Linked DNA regions of Mus musculus: regions 1 and 2 are each linked to region 3. Evidence: chromatin contacts called from public promoter capture Hi-C data. All regions are on one chromosome and are shown on one strand. The core of a region is the stretch at or near the end of the contact, and the rest is flanking DNA. Distances in the headings are between cores, read along the strand shown. Region 1 holds the start of Anapc10 (anaphase promoting complex subunit 10). Region 2 holds the start of Otud4 (OTU domain containing 4). Region 3 holds the start of Prmt9 (protein arginine methyltransferase 9).

What was found. Capture Hi-C pulls out chosen DNA fragments and counts their contacts.
Region 1: a promoter capture Hi-C map of liver shows a contact between it and region 3, with 4 times the contacts expected there. The contact joins the promoter of Anapc10 here to the promoter of Prmt9 in region 3. A contact is called at or near these places in 1 of 39 promoter capture datasets (liver), 1 of 484 Hi-C or Micro-C datasets (B cells), 1 of 115 datasets of contacts at active chromatin or transcription factors (astrocytes) and 2 of 9 other capture datasets (adipose tissue and liver).
Region 2: a promoter capture Hi-C map of adipose tissue shows a contact between it and region 3, with 3 times the contacts expected there. The contact joins the promoter of Otud4 here to the promoter of Prmt9 in region 3. A contact is called at or near these places in 1 of 39 promoter capture datasets (liver), 2 of 115 datasets of contacts at active chromatin or transcription factors (forebrain and large pre-B cells) and 3 of 9 other capture datasets (adipose tissue, liver and pancreatic islet).

Annotation. Positions count from the first base shown.
Region 1 is chr8:79,710,404-79,713,103 of GRCm38.p6, reverse strand. It overlaps Anapc10 (anaphase promoting complex subunit 10), which reads right to left and starts at 1,341. Exons shown (of 5, transcript NM_001357234.1): 1 at 1,260-1,341. It overlaps Abce1 (ATP-binding cassette, sub-family E (OABP), member 1), which reads left to right and starts at 1,364. Exons shown (of 18, transcript NM_015751.2): 1 at 1,364-1,561.
Region 2 is chr8:79,638,331-79,641,030 of GRCm38.p6, reverse strand. It overlaps Otud4 (OTU domain containing 4), which reads right to left and starts at 1,355. Exons shown (of 21, transcript NM_001256033.1): 1 at 967-1,355. The coding sequence starts at 1,125. Gm51579 reads left to right here and starts at 1,126. Exons shown (of 1, transcript XM_030243905.1): 1 at 1,126-2,700. The coding sequence starts at 1,169. The coding sequence ends at 1,678.
Region 3 is chr8:77,548,008-77,550,731 of GRCm38.p6, reverse strand. Prmt9 (protein arginine methyltransferase 9) reads right to left here and starts at 1,335. Exons shown (of 12, transcript NM_001081240.3): 1 at 996-1,335. The coding sequence starts at 1,184.

The sequences.
Region 1 (2,700 bases), core at 92-2,591, 2.2 Mb before region 3:
TGCAAAAATATAAAAACAGAATTTCAGTGCCCAGCGTTGTGGCACATATCTGTAATCCTAGTACTCAGGGAGGCAAAGGCTGCAGAAGCACAAGAATCTGAGTTCCAGGTCAACCTGGTCGACCACAGTGAGCTCCAGGACTACACAGAGATACCTGTTTGGTTTCAGACCCGGGACCAGGGAATGAGATGCATATTTTAAATACCAAAGCAGGACCTGGCTTCCAGGTTCTCCCAGCATCCCTCAGTCCCTATCTGGATATCCTGCCTGGAACCTTGAACTTTCCAGCCCAAGGGCTGGGCTGCCCTTCCCCCAGAGGTTTCTCCCTATATAAACCAGACGTTTTGGTCTCTCTTCCTGTTTTCCACTTCTTTCTCTGCGTGCACTCAACCCCTTCTCTCTTTCCTACCCCCCCCCCCCCCCCCCGCTTCCCCATGGAGATTTCCCTGGCCTTCGTCCTTGGGGCTAGTGAACTCGCCCATCTAAGATCAGCTTCCCAATAAACCTGCATTTAATATACTCTAATCTGGCTTAAACTGGCTAATTTCACTGACGGCAAAGAAATAAGCTATCAATACTCTGTCTACAGAAATATATCAAAAAAAAAAAATAAAGTAAAATTTCAATGGCAAAATAATCACTCATATTTCCTTCATCCTCCTTACCTTTTGTTAATCCTAGTAAATCTATGAAAAGTATGAAAAAAAAACTTCTTGGAGAGTGAAAACCATGTTAAATTGTTTCGGTGACTTTTATGGCTACTTTACACTATTGTAAATTATACTTATAATAAATTCCATAAAGTTCTGCTACAAGGCTAACATAACTATAGACCACCACCTTGACACGTCCCTTTGGATTCCAAACTATCCTTATAACCACCGCACAAACAATAATAATTTATAATTTACATAATCACAGAGACATACATTCCGTTAAAACATGAATACCATGCCATTGGAGATGTAGGGGGAGAGGGGCGGCCCATCTCGACACGGGAACAAAATTCAAAGAACAGCCAAGTAGATGAGACAAAACGCTAGGGAAGAAATGGGTTCCTGGCCTTAAACAGTAATACTGAAGGAGCTGAGAATTAGACTTGGGATCCTGCCTACCACCTCCGTCTTACCGGATTAGCAAGGCCCACAAAGCCTGAGGAGACAGCAAGCCTAACGCCGCCGAGACTAGGGAGAAGGGCTCTACCTGCGCCCGCTAGCACACAGTTCTCTAAACCGAGGGAGAGCCGCTGTCTTACACACCTGATTCGCCACAATTCCGGTTCTCAGGCCCCCGCCACTCCCACTGCGGCTCGACGATTCTAGGCTCCCTCAGTTCATTGGCGTCGCGGCGCAATGACGTCACCAACGTCATCACTCCCTCCAGGGCGCCGACTCTGCGCTCTGTCGCGCACGCGCACTATGCCCTCATGCCTTGCGCGAGGCGGCGGCTGTGCACCGCCATCTTTGCCGGTGGCGGTAAGAACACGCTGTGTGCTAAGACCTGACGGCTAGCGCTGCTTTGGCTACTGCACGCCCCGCTGTAAGGGGCCCGCTGTCTCCAGGTACGAGAATTCGCGGGAGAGGTTTGGTGTTAGGCGGCCGGCTGCCACCTTGGGAAGACTCTTAGGGACACAGTCGGAACGCCTGTAAGTTAGGCCTCAGTAGCGGAGACCGTAGCGCGTGGCAACCGGCTCCAGCTGCACATCTGGGACGCCGGAGCGTTCCGCGCGCGTCCGTTCGGCCATCCCGGCCTCAGGGCGTCTGTATTCCAGACACGGCCCGCTGCCACGAGAACGGTCGCAGATGCCATAGCCTCTGCTCGCCACCCTCCACTGCCCCTTCCCCCCACCCCCGCTCCCACCCTCAAGCTAACCCTTCTGTGGAGGACGCTCCGCACCCAGCAGATCCCCCAAGCTTCCCCTCACAGTCAGACGGCTATGTTGGCATTTGGTTGTAAGAAGTAATCCTTTTTTTTTTTTTTTAATAATTGTGGACTGACTCATAGCATCTTGCCGCCATGAAGTCCAGTGCTCCTAGTCCAGTCCCAGACTTTATGGAAATGATAGGCAAACGTTCTATCTTTCTCATAGAGCGACGTGTTCTCAGTTGGGACTGCGGTTAGTAGACCAAGTGAGTTTCCGAGTTGAGTGCCTGTCTTTAGGACTTCCGAGAAGCACTTTGTAGCACCCTGTCCTCTTCCCATTAGTGACTTAATCTCTTGTTTATTACCTCTTCGGCTTCTTGACATCAGGGATGCTGTCTTCAAAATGCCTTTAAATATCCTTTCTAGGCTTAATACATTGTAGGTATTTAGTATGTGTTGCAAATAAATGATGGTCAAAGGTGAATTTCTGAACCTCAAGAGCTACATAAGTATTTTCTCTATTTTGATGGTAAAAATGGTAACTAAGGAATAGCTGTCAAAAAGCTTTTATTGCTTTGCCCTTTCTTCCAAGGGACTACAAACTACGGAGTTAGAGTAACATTTGTATTGTAGCCTATGGTCCTGTATGCTGAAAGTAGTCACCCTGTGTCTGTCAGTTGATAATGTATTCACTATAATCAAAAAGCTTAAATATTTTTGAACCAAAATGTATTTAAGGTTTTATCTTTTCATAGCACTGCTTAGCTCACCTCTATAAATGAAACAACAAAGACAAAAATATGTTTCAGAAAAACATTCTAAGTGTTTTCAGATCTT
Region 2 (2,700 bases), core at 106-2,605, 2.1 Mb before region 3:
AAAATACATAGCCTGGTGATTCTAAAACAGAAATCTTAAAAGCTAGTTAGCTCACAAAAGGGGGCGGGCGGGAGGGGACAAAACCATAAAAACTCCAGATTAAGCCAAAGGAAAGCAAACTGTAAATGGTATGAAATACAAACTGGAGCAGTAATGTGAAACTTTTTTAATCCAACTACTTTAGCAGCTAGTCTTCAAATATAGGATGGGTTTTGGTGACCCCACACCTACATCTGATTACATAACATGGGGAAAAGGGCTCGCTCTCAAAAAAGAAAAGCCTTGAGTATTCTTCCCTGGAACTCGTCCCACTCCTGAGTTCTAACTCACTTCTCTTTGGTAAAATGTTCGATCTGTACTGGGAATAATTTTTGACCAATAAGGAAAACAAAACAAAAAACGGAAACAAAAAAAAAAACCCGACATGTGCCTATACTGAAAATCCATCCTATTACTTAAAGGCCTTTAGAAGAGTAAATTCTTGCCTGATTCCAACATAGTATAGTATGGGACCTACTCAAGATTAAGTCACTGGGAAGACCCTATACAGGAAGACTGCTTTCCTTAAACAGCAAAGTTGGCCGCCTGTTTCGAGTGACACCGGTGAGACCGACTACCCCGCATTCCAAAGTCCAGCAACAGGAAAAAAAAAATGTGAAGCAGTCACACTGAGTGCCGCACCTCCTCCAGTAAACATGAGGTTAACTAGTGGGAACACTCGGCTGCTAAAAACTGAGCGCAGGTGAACGCGGAACACAACTCAAAAACAGCATGTCGCTGGGTCCCTGGCGGTCAGGCTGCGAGCAGGCCGCCCGAGATGTCCTCACTCGGTCCCGTGCCGGCGTTACAATGGGCCGCTGTGACGACAGCGAGCCACGCGCAGCCCCGCCGTGGGCGGCCAGGCAGCTGCGGGCGGCATGTCGCACCCAGCCCCGCGCCCGCCCGGCTCCGGCCCGGGTCCTTTACCTGCTCGGCCACAGCCCGGAACAAGCACGACCCGTCCTTGGCGACCAATTTCCGATACAAGCCCAGTTTGCGCAGATAGGCGTCCATGGGCGTCTCATCCTCCAGCGGCCCCACGCCGCCCTGGTCCACGCCGTCGGGCGCGCCGACGGCTGCCTCCATGTTGCCGGTCCGCTGCAGCGTGCGCGGGGCGAACTAGCCCCACATGGCCGCGCCGCCGGCTGCTCGACGCCCGGGCCTGGGGCAGGCTGCGGCTCGGGCTCCGGCTCCGACGCGGACACGGCGAGCGGCGGCAGGAAGAGGCGGTGGCGGCAGCGGCCCGAGGCGGTGGCCGGCGCTCTCCCGGAGCATAGGTGAGCCCAGCCTAGTGCATGGCCATCCGCACGCGGCCGCCTCCGCGGAGGGACACGCGCCCGCGGGCAGCCCGGGGGTCGCCGCCCCCACAAGTTTCCGGGTCTCGACCGGTGTGAGGCGAGAAAAGCCCCGGCGGCGCGCCCGGCTGAGATTAAGCGAGGCCTGCGTCTCCCGCACGCACCCCACGCCGAGAACCGAGGAAACGCGGAGAGAAAGCCACGGCCGCTCGTCTCCCCACCTCGCCGGAGGGCGCCTGAGGGGCGGGGAGCGGGAAGGGGCGCCGGGCGGAGGGCAGCAACCTCGCAGCCTAGAATTTGTTTTCGCTTTCAGCCCTCGGCGCAGCGGACGACGGGAGTTGTAGTTTAAGCCGCGGCAGGAAGTCCTCGTGCAGAGGGCGGGGACGCCTGGGTCGGCCTACCCGGAGGGGAGGTGCCCCACGGGCTCGCGGACTACAAATCCCTACAATGCTAGCGGTGCCGAACCTAGAACTGCCTTCGCGCTTCCCAGGCCGCGTCCGCGAGCAGGCCCGAGGGTGTCTGTCGCTTACGCCGCTGACCTGCGCGCGCTGCCCCGCCCTCCCGGCGAGCCTCCCGCCCTGAGCGCCGTGGGGCGGCGGAAAGCGCGCGAGCGCAGCTTGCGTGCAGTTGCTAGGGGCTCAGTGGCGGTGCCGCCGGCCCTTTGTGTAGTTCCAGAGGACGCACCTGTCCGCACCCCACTCAGGGCCTCCCCTCCTAGCGTTTTCTTAGGGGTGGCTAAACGCTTAGAGCAGAAAACCGGGCACCTCACCCGAGGCCCTTGGAGCCGCCAGCCTAAGCCATTTTGACCCTCAATGAAGCGTTGACAGTTGATTGAAATTGGGACAGCTCACACTCTGACAAGATCTGGCTTTGCCAAGGGCATGCCTGCTCATTCTGTCACAGCAGCTGCGCTCTGCCACACAAAGAGCTGTCCCTGTTAGAAGAAATTACTTCTTTTTTTTTTTTTTTTTTTTTTTTTTAATTCGGTGATAACGCTACGGGGAATCCGACCTGAGCAGTCCAATTGGGTTTGCGAATCCGGAACTTAACCTCTTGGGACGTCAGAATTTTATTTTACTAGCATACAATAGCATCTCGTATCATTTAAATTTATTAGAACTTCGGTCTTGACGTTGTGTTGGAAAAAGAAAAGTGGTAAATTACCTTAGGTTTAAAGGTGTAGGCATTCTTGGGAATGGTGCCAAGACATGCCAGGTGGTAGGATTGCAACACGTTACTTAAAATGTAAGCTATTAATATTTAAATATTCCTATAAATGTGCTATTTTTAGAAAATATATCGCAAGCTAAATAATTTTTTTTTTAAAAATCCTTGACCCAAATTTAAAATGTTTACTTGTACAGGG
Region 3 (2,724 bases), core at 86-2,585:
GGAACACACACTATTCTACTGCTGTCTGCATAGAGGAACACACACTATTCTACTGCTGTCTGCATAGAGGAACACACACTATTCTACTGCTGTCTACACAGAGGAACACACACTATTCTACTGCTGTCTACACAGAGGAACACACACTATTCTACTGCTGTCTGCATAGAGGAACACACACTATTCTACTACTGTCTACACAGAGGAACACACACTATTCTACTACTTTCTACACAGAGGAACAAACGACCCAACATACTAGCATATTTCCAAGTAAACCAACAGGTCCTGAAATTTCTTTGGACTACAAAAGCCTAATGCTACTGACATCTAGTGGGCAGAGGACAAACCGTGCTGTGAAACAGGAAGGAAGACACAGGACTGTCTGGTGCAAAATGTCACCAGTGTCAGGTTGAGAAACTCTGGACTAAACAAAGCAAGACTGTCCACAGCTTAAAACTGTATATGCAATTAAGTTACTTTTTGAAATTGAGATTCTAACATTAAAAAAAAAAAATACAGTAGTTCAACCGGTTAACTGATGCAAGTAAGACGAATCAACAAATATTAAAAGTTCCTTATGACTGAACACTTTATCCAACCTCAGGATACACAGCATTCTTTCTACACAAGATAATGCAACGCCTACAAGGCAGGGCTAATTTAAATTAGATACTGGAGGGGAAAAAGAACTACCCAGTCCTATCCCATTTAAAAGGCCTTTGGAATCTTAAGTGAGGCAGAAATTTTGAAACAGATGTGTGACAACTTTTGACTTTTGTTACTAAAACCTGGCTGTATTGAGATGGGCTGTAGGCTATAGTAATTCGATGCTTGGAGAGTCCGTCTCTGTCTCTGTATGTCTCGGTGTCTCTGTCTCTCCCTGTCTCTCGTCTCTGTTACACACACACACACACACACACACACACACCATACCCTGTTGTTCCTGCTCAGATCACAGGATTTGCTAGCCACTGAAAAAAATAAGGCCTCACCTTCACGTCGTCTTTTAGCTCTGGCGCCAGGCTGAGCACCAGAAGGTAATGGGCATAAGCAGTGCCGAAGTCCTGGTCACCTAGACAGTGCTCAGCACTCTGCAAGGACCGTGCCACCAGCCGGTCCCGGCCGGCCGCACCTGCGCCACCCCCGGCGCCCCGGCGGGGCCTGGGCCTCGAGTTCGGCATGGATAAGTCTCGCTCGGAAGCCCACGAAGGAGGATGGCCTCGTCCGGGAAAAGAGTCTCCACGGCGCGCTTCCCTGGGCCGGTCGCAGCAACTGGACGCACAGAGGCACTGGGTGCACACAGCAGGAAGCCCCGCCTTCCCAGCGGCGGACAGGGCTGCGCGCGCATCCTGCGGCGAAGCGCTGTGATGACGTCACACCAGGGAGCGCCCCGCGGCCCACTATGGTCTTGGAGTACTAGGCTGTAAAGTCATTTTCTGGAATGGGGTTTTTTGGCAGACTGCAACCAAAGGTTTCCACCCTCTCTCTGCCTCCTGGAGAGTGCGGCTGCGAATTCCAAACCCTGCTCTAGTCCTGCTTGTGCGAAGCTCCAGGCCTTCTGAATCTCATCGCACCAGACTCACTACTGCAAAACGAAATAAAAGCTCCTTAAATTAATCACTGTGTACTCTCCTAGTATTAAGTATTCTCACAAAACTCAGTGAGGTGGAACTTGGGATCACACTCTAAAAAAAAAAGGAAAAGGCCATCACGGAGAACTGCTTCAAGGTTGAACAGTGGGATGGGTACGGCCGAGTCTGAATTTCCTGATGACATGCACATTAACAAAGAAGACTGATGTCAAGTGTGGCCTCTAAGATATAAATCCAAACTTTTAAAGCAATGTATAGAAATTATAGCGAAAGCTATTTTTTGTTCCCATTTTGAAGAGATTAGCGGTGCATACAGTGGTTAACAATGTGAAATGGAGGATACACCATTTTGGATATTAAGCTAAAATTCTCCAGTTCTCCCAAGTCCATCCTTTATGTGTCTTTTTGCTTTCTCTAGTATCTTATTGTCTGATCCACTCTTGTAAGCAGATACCTATGTACCTAAGAAAGGTCTTCGAAGACAGGAACTAATCACAATTATTTGAATATGTACAGAACGACAATTTTAATATATCTTGCACTTGATGAAAAGTGTTTCTCCTGCTCTTTAATTTTGCCTATGTATTTTCCTAGCTATTCATATCGTCCTTGTTTGATGCTTTGTGTATTAAGCAATGTAGGATTTAACTATACAGTATTTAGTGAGATGGAAATACAGAGGCAGGCCTCTATACCTAATGGAACTGAGTAGAACATAAAGACTAATTGGCTTGTGGGAAGGGTTTTCTCGTTCCAGTCTAGCATCCCTCCCTTGAGACATTCAGACAGACCTAATAAAGCTCTCTTCCTGGCTTAATTCATAAGGGTGCTCTAACTATACAATGTAATAATCTAGAAAAGCATTTTACTTATATATACATAGTTAATGTAATTAATTGGCATTATCTAGAAACATTTAGAAATTATCTAAACCTTAAAAAATGTTATTACTCCCGTAAACATTTAACCAAAGATGTATAATGTTATTTGCATCCTGTATAATTTAGAGGTGATAGACTGAGGCTGGGTAGAGAGACACAGCCCAGTCCTTGACAGAGACTTTGGTTTGCAATGTTACAGAATCTAGACTCACCCAGAGTCCAACCTTTGGTCATAGCTGTGGGTGATT